2 separate regions of the Danio rerio genome follow, and region 1 is linked to region 2. Evidence: chromatin contacts called from public Micro-C data. All regions are on one chromosome and are shown on one strand. The core of a region is the stretch at or near the end of the contact, and the rest is flanking DNA. Distances in the headings are between cores, read along the strand shown.

What was found. A called contact is a pair of places that touch in the nucleus more often than the background predicts.
Region 1: a Micro-C map of caudal fin shows a contact between it and region 2, with 4 times the contacts expected there. The contact joins the promoter of zgc:153116 here to the promoter of zgc:171673 in region 2. A contact is called at or near these places in 1 of 18 Hi-C or Micro-C datasets (caudal fin) and 1 of 4 datasets of contacts at active chromatin or transcription factors (embryo).

What each region holds. Positions count from the first base shown.
Region 1 is chr4:74,594,214-74,600,377 of GRCz12tu, forward strand. zgc:153116 reads left to right here and starts at 3,433. Exons shown (of 3, transcript NM_001045423.1): 1 at 3,433-3,467. zgc:113119 reads left to right here. Exons shown (of 3, transcript NM_001014293.2): 3 at 1-1,233. The coding sequence ends at 436.
Region 2 is chr4:74,462,240-74,468,796 of GRCz12tu, forward strand. It overlaps zgc:171673, which reads left to right and starts at 4,649. Exons shown (of 5, transcript XR_012402594.1): 1 at 4,649-4,720; 2 at 5,035-5,147. It overlaps si:ch73-389k6.1, which reads left to right. Exons shown (of 20, transcript XM_073948331.1): 19 at 1,744-1,871; 20 at 3,079-3,824. The coding sequence ends at 3,191.

The DNA.
Region 1 (6,164 bases), core at 2,183-4,682, 130 kb after region 2:
AGATAGACCTTTTCTTTGCAAGCAGTGTGGAAAGTGTTTTTATCGGAAAGACAACTTTAACAGGCATGTGAGGGTTCACACTGGAGAGAAACCTTACGCGTGCTCTGAATGCGGAAAGAGCTTTTCAGAAAGATTTCAATTCAACGAACACTCAAGAACTCATAGTGGAGTGAAACGCTTCAGCTGTGAGCAGTGTGGGAGAGGTTTCAATCGCAAAACTGAGCTGAAGAGGCACATGAGAGTTCACACGGGAGAGAAGCCTTACATGTGTCCTCAGTGTGGAAAGACGTACGCGTTCAAAACTGGATTTGATATACACATGCTACACCACAATGCAGAGATGCCTTACATTTGCCCTCAGTGCGGAGAGAGATTTTCAGTAAAACAGAGATTTGATGTCCACATGAAAATTCACGCTGGAAACTCAGACAAGTAGTAGACCCCGCTTTTTAAGTCAACATGAAATGGTGTTCAAACGACATCCTGGCCTGCCAACCTGGACTGACTCCTAGATCTCTGAATGAACTCTTGCCCCTTCCATTTTCCTGTCAGCCGCAAAGAAATGATCACGAAATACTGACGATTACAAGTTAAACATTTAGTGTGTTTTTTTATTTTGCTTAAAGGTATTCTTGCTAAGTTTGCTTAGGTTTTAGTTTGTCTGCATTCAAATGTGTTTGCTTTTACAGTGATTTTAACATTTGTAGCTTATGAGCTCAGCTGCATGTTTGGAAATTTAGGATGCGTTGGGTTAAATCAGGGGTCACTAATCTCATTCCTGGAGGGCCGGTGTCCCTGCAGGGTTTAGCTCCAACTTGCCTCAACACACCTGCCTGGATGTTTGAAGTATACCCAAGACCTTGATTAGCTTGTTCAGGTGTGCTTCATTAGGGTTGGAGGTCAAATCTGCAGGACACCGGCCCTCCAGGAACAAGTCTGGTGACCCCTGGTTTAAATGATGAACGAACTCTGACTCCTGTAGGTTCCAACTTCTATAAAGTTTCATGACTTTCGCATTGGCTTTGTGCATTGCTTCTGTTTTAGGCTTTGCTGTTCGGCATTTTAACTTTGGCTTTACATCAATAGTCCCAAACTCAATTCCTGGAGGGCCACAGCTCTGCAGATTTTAGCTACAACCACGTCCAGTTCACACCTGCTTAATCGTCTCTTGTAGTCTTGAACACCTTGATTAAATGGATCAGCTGTGTTTGATTAGGGTTGGAGCAAAACGGTGTAGAGCTGCAGCCCTCCAGGAACCGAGTTTAAGACTCATGTCCTACATCGTTGTCTGGATGTTTCTTCCTCACCTTGCAGCATTACATTGCTGTAACTGTTGCTTTTACAAAGAATTAAATTCATGAAGCCTTGCCTACTTCATCAAAAATTAAGCCATCTTCACTGCCTAGGCACTGATCTGCTCACACCATCACACTCTGAAGGAAGCTCAGTTGTCCTGCCTCAAGCAATCTGGTCATTTAGTCAATCCTTCAGAACTCTGACAATCCTTGAAAATCTCGTGACTCTGGTGAGAGCCGAGTCTGTGGACGATTACATTCAGCACACCACCCGCGTTTTCATGTTATTTCTCCATAACCTGGACAACAACCTCCAAGTTTCACGAATCCAGAAAACTCCTTTCACTGATAAAGGACATCCCAAATATGTCCCCCCATAACCAATCAGCTGCGACAAGTGGAGAACTCGAAACGAGAAGAAAACCCAAATGTCCCAACAGAACTCATTCATTCATTTTCTTGTCGGCTTAGTCCCTTTATTAATCCGGGGTCGCCACAGTGGAATGATCCACCAATTCATCCAGCAAGCGGATTTACACAGCGGATGCCCTTCCAGCCGCAACCCATCTCTGGAAAACATCCACACATACACTACAGACAATTTAGCCTACCCAATTCACTTGTACCACATGTCTTTGGACTGTGGGGGAAACCAGAGCACCCGGAGGAAACCCTTGTGAATGCAGGGAGAACATGCAAACTCCACACAGAAACGTCAACTGAACTGAGACTCGAACCAGCGACCTTCTTGTTGTGAGGCGACAGCACTACCTACTGCGCCACTGCTCCCCCCACCCCAACAGAACTCAAATAACAAAGTTTCCATCGTTGATAAAACTGGCGCATATTTGATTTAAGCTGTGTGTTTATGGTTTTCTAGGGTGCAATGTCAAGATCTTGACAAATGCTAGCTTTTGGGACTTTCAGTCATTTTTCATGAACTCCTCAGAGCTGAATGTATGTTTGTAAATTAGTTCACAGTGCTGTACAGTAGTATTAAAGTTGCGTTTCAATTTTAAGATCCATGTTGGTGTTGTGCTTAATAAGCTACTGTCGCTACCTTGCACATAAAAATTAGGAAATACAGTTTTTATATTATTATTTTGGCCACAACATTATTTATTGTGGTAGTTATTTAAGTGGGCTGTTCAAACCTGCTGGAATTTTCACAGATTTAGTGTCTTGTACATGACACAGAGTCCAAAGTATGGTGTTTTATCAACCCAAACCCTAAACCCAACCTCACAGTAACCTGTTGTGTTATTAACGTCTACTTAAAGCCCAATTTTAATTAAAACCTGACAGATTTCCTAAAACAAGTATTGAACTCAGTTTTAGCAGATGTCTTTAAGTGTTTACATTGTTTGAAAGCCAAAGTTTGACCTCGTCAAGGCAGGACAGTAAAGTCAGCTGAGCAAATGGGTTGTTGCTTTTGCAAGCAGAGTGTGAGCAGCACGCATGGAGAGCAGAAGCAGCGCACAGGTGTTTGCCTACAGCACGCAGTAGATCTGTGGCTATCTATATATATATATATATATATATATATATATATATATATATATATATATATATATATATATACATATATATATATATATATATATAATACACATTTTTTTCACTAATTATATAGATCCTATAGAGCTGTTTACCTTCTCAAGCTCTATGATGAGTGTCATTTATATCTTTTATTGTGCACTCGGCCAGAAGACAGTGACCCACATGTTATTTTGTTAACATGTTTGGATGTTAATGAAAAAATGTTTCTAATATGGTGTCAGACACAGAATCACTCAGCATTGGTAAAAACATGAATGATGCAGAAGATTTGACTCTAGCACAAATACATGAAGTTTTTATAGTTGGGCTAAATTTTAATAATCAAAATGAACTTCGTTTATAATTTTAGTGATTCAAGTCAAATTATTATGATTTACAGACTACCAATGCTTTTCTTTAAAAACAGCCATTTAACAAAAACATTAAAACAAACATTACACATAGTTAGAGTGAAGCTTAAACTCGTCTATTAGTAGTTTAGCATTTTCAACACATGAAAGGACAATGTGTATTTCAGTTAATATTTAAAGCGGGACTTTTATTTTGAACTAGTAATGTGACGTCATTAGACGGCGCCGCACTCCAGCGTTTGCATGGTTCGGTGGAAGGAAGGTATGTTTGTGTTTTAATCATTCATTTAAGTAGTTTCTACTGTTTATATAGTTTTTCTAGCGGTGTGCAGCGGCTGAAGGATCGTTTAATGTCACAATGAAATGTTTTGTACTGTTAATGAGGGTTATTTTGAGATGTTTTGTTGCGTCTCTTTTCACTCCCTTCATCAGTTTAACAGTGTTTACACACACAGCACGGTAATGCAGAGTAGTTAGACGTGTAAACAAGTCAAACAAACACATGAACGCGTGTTAAATACAACAACAATGTAACAAACTCGTCAGTGCTTTATTTTAAGTCAAGCATAAAAGTTACTAAAGGAAGTAAATTAATGCTCAGCCATTTACTGTGGTAATTTACTTTCTTCATCTAATCTGGTCAGGGGTCAGTTTTCTTCAGTAAACCCAGAGTTTTCCTTATCTTCCCTTTTAAAGCTTGTTTAAATCCTTTATTCATTTATTCACACTGCAGAATTGTGTATTCTTACTAAGTATTTGAATTGAGGCAAAGTTAATTTTATATTCACACATTCAGACTTTCATCTTAATATAATAATAATATCAGTAAAGTATCACTTGCAAACTCGTATAAGCAGCCAATCAGCATACAACATTGTTCACAGTCAAATACACCGTGCTATTGTTGTTTTCAAGGCATACTTGCGGGTTATTTCAGGCTCAATATTCAAAGTACCATAGTAAACAATAACGGGAGCGGGTCACAAGTTGTCACTGAATGAATGTGCGAATATAAAACCAACTTTACCTCAATAGTGTTTGATTGTATATTTTTATTTATTTATCATGAAATTATATTAGATGGCCCCCACGGCTGGTCTGTATATTACAAATGTATCATTATTGAGATAATATCAGGGCAGACTTAACCATTAAGCGAGGTAAGCAGCCGCTTAGGGCTACGAGGAATTAGGGGGCACCGACCAATGCCATGAAGCCTATATTAATCATTTAACTTATAAGTTTTCTATCATATGTTGTAAAGTCTGTCCATAAGCTTTGTAATTTTAACGTTATTCGCCTACTTCTTTTCAAAAGTGACACGTTCCATCTTTGCTAAAATCCAATCACAAAAATGGCTAATTAACCTCACATACTTTGTGAACTTCATTTTCATTTGTGATTTTTTAAAATATTCTTTACATTAATAAGGTAAAGGTTACACTCAAAATATATTTCAAACATGCAGTTTATTTACAAATGATTTAGACGTTGAAACCGGCTTGTAGATGTTTTGAGTAGTTTGTGTGACTCATGTTAACAGTTAACTGTTTTTTGTTTGTTGTCTTTTAGACCCATGTGACATGTATACTGCTTAATCTTGGCCAGGGCACTCTTGTAAAAGAGTTTTTTAATTTCATTCCTGGTAAAATAAAGGTTAATGTATATATACATGTGTAGAGTTACTGAAGTTTGCCCTGCGCGCTTGCGGTTTTTTTAGTTACTTCTTTGGTTTGGTGCGTCAGTCTTATCAATACTATTATTCAAAAAAAGGTAATGATTGGCACTCAATTGCTTCGTACTGTTTTTATTTTTCTTACATTTTACGGGTGATTAAAAGACAGATGTTTCGGCACAAACCGTGTGTGAACTGAGGAAGGCTTTGTGCCGAAATGTCTGTCTTTTAATCACCCGTAAAATGTAAGAAAAATAAAAACAGTACGAAGCAATTGAGTGCCAATCATTACCTTTTTTTGAATAATATATATACACACATGCACAGTTGAAGTCAGAATTATTCGCCCCCTTTGAATTTTTTTTTTATTGATTTTGAAATATTGCTTAAATGATGTTTAACAGCGCAAAGAAATTTTCAGTGTCTGATAATGTTTTTTCTTCTGGAGAAAGTCTTATTTGTTTTATTTTGGCAAAAAAAAAAAGAAGCCGTTTTAATTATTTAATTAAACCATTTTAAGGTCAATATTATTAGTCCCTTTAAGCTATATATTTTTTCGAAAGTCTACAGAGAAAAAAAAAAAAAAAATATATATATATATATATATATATATATATATATATATATATATATATATAAATATATGTGTGTGTGTGAGTGTGTATATATGAGAGAATGCTTTGAGTTTTAATGCTAGGCCCCCAAATCATTAAGTCCGTCCCTGAATAGTATACATAAGAAAAATGTCTCTTCAAAACCTATATAGAATATTAAAGGGCACCTAGTTTACCCCTTTTGTCAGATTTAATATAAGTCTTTTGCGTCTCTAGAATGTGTATATAAAGTTTCAGATCAAAATACCCATCAGATTTTTCATTATACCTTTTACAAGATGCTGTCTTATACTGATTTCCAGCAGGGGGTGGTTTTGTCGTACTGCGCCTTTAAGACGAGTCTTTCCCGCCTACTGTTTCTACATGCCTCCTCCCTCAGCTGCGTCAGACAACAGACAGACTTAAAGGAAGAAGGTCTCACGTAGCGTTTGTGAGATACTACAGTAAGAACTAACCTTTACTAATCAGTATTGTGAAGTTGCATTGATGAGTCACACACAATATCGTTACAAAGTTAACGCGCACACACACACGCAGGCAGGCAGACAGACAGACAGAGCGTGCTAAGCTTAGTTAAGGCTAACCTCAAGTGTGGATATCTGTTATGCTAATGTACAAAATAAACCTGATTTAACTTCCACAAACCGGGATTGAAGCGTCTTCTTTTATA
Region 2 (6,557 bases), core at 3,399-5,898:
CTACAATCAATCCGCTCCAGAGTTCTTTTCAATCGAGTCGAGACCACCTCATTCAGGCGATCTCAGAGCGACTGTTTTGGCGCGGATCCGAGCACGATTGGTGGATTCACATATGCCAAACAAACCACGCTAACTGGGCAAACGAGACAGGTTCCAGGACAAAAGTGTTGGTGTGAAAGCACCCTAACACGAGTCTACTTTGGACAGTTGCCATGTGTATATGTTTTAGGAGGGGCAGTGTTAACGAAGTAGATAGGTGAAAGGACCTGTCCAGCCACTGACCAGACAAGTCTATCAACAAGAGTTTCTTTGGCTTTGGATCCACAGAGATGAAGGGACAGTTGTTGAGACCCACAGTCATTCCTGTACCAAGGAAGTGCAAAAAGGCAATCGGTTAAATGTCTCCAACACTTCCTATAGTTTTTTAATGAAATGAGATTTGAAAGGCCCAAAGACTTTAACTTCTGTAGTTATATACGTTCTTGATAATTTGGAACTAGATTTTTTAACACAACATGTGCTTCATAACACTTCAAAACCTTTACGAATCTTTTGTTTGGAATCGGTGGTTTCAGAGCTCTTTTCAAATTGGCAGGGTCACTTGAATTCAGTAAACGAGGCTCTCCACTAGGGGGCGATCTGAGTAACACCATAAAATCTACATCAGTTATGCGGGTTCTCTCAGAGCGCCCCCCAGTGGTGAATCACTGCACCGGTTTCATCATTTTCACCTGATCTCAAGGCAATTTTATGACTTTTTAGATGTTTAAATGACACATTTATGTAATGAAAATGGTTATTAATAGTTGATAGACTCTTTTTGGCCTGTTTAGCAGAGTCCACCATAGAACAACCAATATATACAGCTGAAGTCAGAATTATTCACCCCCCTGTTTATTGTTTCCTCAATTTCTGTTTACCGGAGAGCAGATTTCTTCAACACATTTCTAATCATAATAGTGTTAATAACTCATCTCTAATAACTGATTTATTTTCTCTTTGCTATGATGACAGTAAATAATATTAGACTAAAAATTCTTTAAGACACTCCTATACAGCTTAAAGTGACATTTAAAGGCTTCACTAGAGTAACTAGGCAGGTTAGGGTAATTAGGCAAGTTATTGTATAATGATGGTTTGTTCTGTAGACTGTAAAAAAACAAAATTAGCTTAAAGGGGCTAATAATGTTGACCTTAAAATGGTGTTTAAAAAATTAAAAACTGCTTTTATTCTAGCCGAAATAAAACAAATAAGACTTTCTCCAGGAGAAAAAATATTATCAGACCTACTGTGAAAAATTCCTGAATCTGTTCAACATCATTTGGGAAATATTAAAAAAATAAATTCAATGGGGGACGAATAATTCTGACTTCAACTGTAAGCCTAAAACATTTAGTTGCTTTAATTACTATGTACTGTTTAGTAAGCATTTAGGACAATGCACTTATTATGAGCATGTTTATTTTCAGTAATCTGCATGTAATTATATCTGTAATCTAAAGCAATACATAATGCAAACATAGTAAAAAGAAAATATCAAATAGATAATAAATGATTAACTTGTTATGAATTAAATGACAATAATATAAATTTCTAATGATGATTTGATTATGAAGAAACACACGCAGGGAGCCACAATGATCTTTAAATCTTGGGTTTAAATGTTGGGTTCTTCAATCCTTTTGGTGTTGAGAACAAACACTGACAATCATCAATGTTGTATGGTTTGTGTTGTGCTGTAGGTTGTACCTGGCAGCCATGCAGTTCAACGAGTGCAGAAGTGCAGTGGAGAAGACCACCGGCAGAGCCAAACATACACACCCGCCGCCCTCTGCACACGACGAATCCGCAAACACAGAGGAAACATTCAGTAGGAGTTCACAAACACCCGTATATTAGTTTTAAACAATACTTACAAACTTGTGAAGAAATCCTACATATAAGTACTATATTTATAATGATTTACAGTAAATACTGTTGTGCTGTTGAACCAAACTATAGTAAAAATATTATAGCCAACTACAACACTTCATTTGCAGCACACTGTATTATTAACAATAGTGAACTGATAAACAGTGATACGGTAGCAAACTTTAGATTTTACTACAGTAAACCCTGCCGTATTGTAGTATAATAAACCCTATAGTTGTAGAAAACTACAGCACTCATTTGTTTGAGTCATTTGTTTATATTATTATAGTTGTTGTTACCGTAGCAACTCTAGTATCATCACAACAGCTCTCTATTACTGTAGTTGTCATGTTACCATAGCAACTGTAGAATCACCACAACAGATCTCAAATACTGTAGAGGTCATGTTACTATAGTAACTAGAATCTCCACAACAGATCTCAATTGTTGAGTTGTCATGTTTCCATAGCAACTGTAGAATTCAACCCCACTCGGGTTAACTCCCGAACACTCGCCCTCTCTCAGCGGCAAGGGCATCTGGACAACGCGTCCCTCCTTCTCCCGGGCTTCGGCACCACTGTAATAAAGTTCACGGCCCTTTGGCCGCCGGGAAGGAGGAGGCGGAGAACCGACGCAGGTTTAAAATGATTTATTAATAACTAAACCAAAACAAATGGACTGAAAAGCAAAAGTAAAATATGTCCAGGCCCGGTCCTCTCTCGGCTTCCTCTGCCATCGTTCTTCCTTTTATTGTCCAGAGCTCCTTCCGTGGAATCCGAGGCAGGTGCGCACCGCAGGTGTATCCACTTACGCGGTGGCCTCACTCCATTCCCACAGCTCTCGGCCACCCCACCTCGCCACAGTTACCATAGTAACTGTAGAATCTCCACAACAGGGCTTAATTGTTGAGTTGTCATGTTTCGAATAGCAACTGTTGAATCACCACAACAGATCCCAATTGCTGTAGTTGTCATGTTACCATAGTAACTGTAGAATCGCAGCAACAGATCTCAGTTGCTGTAGATGTTGTTACCATAGCAACTGCAAAATCACCACAACAGATCTACGTTGTTATAGTTGTCATGTTACCATAGCAACCATAGAATCACCACAACAGATCTCAATAACCAGGCTAAATAAGAGGTTTGTTTCCTCGTCTTTCGCAGGCTACATCGCCAACCTGATGGACCGACTTTTTGAAGAGGTGGTCCACGATCCTGTTCCCTATCTGGAGGTGCTTCAGCAGATTCCTGTGCCTCAGTCTGAAGTGAACGTCTGAGCCGGAGATGTCCGATGGCGTCAGCAGATACTGTGTCTGTGTGTCTTTACTGCTAAATCTGTTAACATTAGCTCCTGTTCATCTGAGCAACAGTTAGCAGTCACGTTTCTCCATTTCTTCCATAGATCAGACAGCATAGCTGTGCAATTTACTGTAATTAAAGCTACTTCCTGTTTACTCTACATGTAATGGTGTGACACACCTCAAACGCTCATAGTGAACTCTATTAGCCTTAATCTTGACATTAGAGCAGTCTGAGGAGAAAAAGGCGGGAAACAGGAATCTCTCTCCTGTGTAGTTGTGAGAAATAATAGCACTATATATATATATATTCTCTTTCAAGTTCGCCTGTAAGAAAAAGAGCTTTTATACGTTTATATGTAACTCAGTTTAACCCTCTTGCACTACGCTGGTTTAAAGTGACCCAGCTGACTTTATTTTCTATATTTTTATCTTTAGATTAAGTTAGTTTCATCACTCGGCATTCCAGGAAACCCTTAATATACTTGTTTTTGATCATGACAAGTCCTTATTTTAAGGTTTTCTTTTGTTACATTTGGAGTAAAAGTGACGTCTTTGTGACTCTAAGTGTTTCCTTTTCTGAATCTCCAAAATAAAAGTTTTTTAATCATTCATTGTCCCAGATGTGCTTTAAATATCTAGTATTTGACTTCCACTGATATGTTTTTTTAGTATTTTATAAACACAGTTTTTGCATTTATACATATGCTTTACACACATTCACTGTTAATTCAGACATGGCTGAGAGTTTATTTTGCTGTTGCTTTGAAGGAAACGCATGTAATATTCCTGGTGTTCATTAAACGTCTTGTTCGTTAAACGACTTCCACAAATAATTATGAATATTTTGATCTCCATTTAACTTTATTAATCAACACAATTTTGGATTTACATAATATGGGTCAAAAATGACAAGTTGAAGATATTTCCAAAGATCATTTTAAGTGCAGACTTTTACTTTTATTACTGTTCATCTGTGCCACATAGCACACAACTCCAGATGGCTGATTTGATATTTTATACATATTTTATGCAAACTGTATATTTTATGCATTATCAATCTATCTAACAGGTTTATAGGGAGGAATTAAGTATTAAAAACAATAAATTTAGTGGTTAGAATAGGAACACCAAAATAAATATATAAAAAGTTTATTTAGTTGTTTTTACCCTTCAAAAATGGCCTTTTAAACTAATTTTACTGTGATTGTTCATTTAATAAAATTAGGGGAAAGTTGACTGGAATAAAATGGATCGACATTAAATAGATCCCTCTGCAGCCACAAGAAATAGTTCCTTCTAAAGCTTTTTCTTAAGATAATCAAGATTCTCCACATTGTTTGAAAATAGTACTGAGTATTACAATTGATTATGATTTAACGACTACGATTCAATAAATGTTTTGTGTTGTAAAGCAGATGTTTAGTGCGTGAACTAGACTTTTATTCTGTAGCGGTGATGTGACGCCATAACGCTGCGCCGCTCGCGCTCCTGTGCGTAAACAGGCGGTAAGATTGCGCTTTAAATTTGATTCATGTATTATAACAGTTTAATCAAAGGGCTAGATTTGTGCACGGTATGCTAATTATCGTGTGTATAAATTAATTCATTATTTACGGCCATTTTTGTGGACAAACGCGAGACATTAATGTAAACAAATGGAAATCACAACAGGAAAAAACACCGTAGAGTAATGTATTTGGGAAAATGTCTCCCAAACACTCTGAATTAAACGGACTAGCGTGTTTATGCCTTTATAAAGGCTCGTTGTGTGTCTGAGAAGCTGAAAATATCCATCCCATAATAGTCTGTCTGTCTCCAGCGGTGAAGTGGAGCTCCATGCAGATGCGCAGGAGGCGGAGGCGGATCAGATGAAGGAGTTCACCCGCAGCTGACAGCGCATCGACGAGCTGCCGCGAGGGAACATTTCTATATGTGAGTGTCGTCTTTATTTGTGTAGCGTTTACTGTACATTCCTGATGAGTGCATTATATTAGGAATGGGACGGTTAATGGTGAAAAACGAGCCGTTCGTTTCTGTTGTGGCAGTTTGGTGTACGCGTGTGTACTAATAGGGTCGTTGTTTTATTCTTTTACACGATATGTTTGAGTTTGACTGTGAAGCGAGTGCTTTAAGTGGTTTTTGGTGGTGATATGTGTACATTATATCCCATAGATACATGTCGTCTCTCTCTTTAATGTCTGCTCTGCTCCTCTTCAAAGGCTCTCAGTCAGCGCAGGTGTATCCGTCCGCCGTATCCTGCCTAACCGTGTTTGTGCTGGCAAACTGCGCGTCTCCGTCTGAAATGACGAGCATGCGAGACTAAAATAAGAAAGATGCTCATCTATAGGTCTCAAAGTCAATTCATGGAGGGCTGCAGCTCTGGAGATTTGCTCCAACTCTAATCAAACACAGCTCATCCACATAATCAAGGTGTTGAAAAGAGTCTTGAACACCTTGATTAGTATGATCAGGTGTGTCTGATTAGTGTTGGAGCAAAACTGTGCAGAGCTGCGGCCCTCCAGGAATCCAGTATGAGACCTAGAGACCCTGACATGGAATAAAATCACTGTCATAAATATTTTGTGCGTAAATAAAATTCACGCATCTGCAATTATAAAATCGTACAGTTAAACAGAGCGTACTCGTAATTTTACGAGGATACGATGTCAAAACCTGCGAACAGATACGACATTTTCTTTGTATACGACTGATAAATTTACGATGGGTGTACTTTACAAACACAAAAAACAGTTTCAGCATGGACACGACGACCTGATTACGAGTACGAATCAAACAGTGACACTCCACTGTCAAAATTACGTCATCGCTGTCACAGGCATTAATAAACAAGCGAGAGCCATCGATCACAACGGCTCGCCTGCACAACAGAGCCCCCACACACCGTCTTGGGTATGAGTTTTGTTATTCCCTCTTTGAGAAATGTCCGTCATGAGCTGTAATAAAAGTTAAGACTTAAAAAATTTAAATAAATAAATTTAAAATTAAGAGTGGAATGAGGATAGTGAGCTAGCATGATGTAAGTAACATTACAGGCAGCGAGCGCAGTATCAGTATCGCTTGTTTATTAATGCCTGTAACAGCGGTGACGTAATTTTGTCGCTAATACAATTGCTGTTTGATTCGTACTCGTAATCAGGACTTCGTGTCCGTGGTGAAAATGTATTTCGTGTTTGTAAAGTACACCCATCGTAAATTTATCAGTCGTATACAAACCAAGAAAATGTCGTATCTGTGTCTGTTCTAATCGCAGATTTTGGAGCTGTACCCTCGTAAATTTATGAGTACGCTCCGTTTTCCTTTACGATTTTATAATTACATATT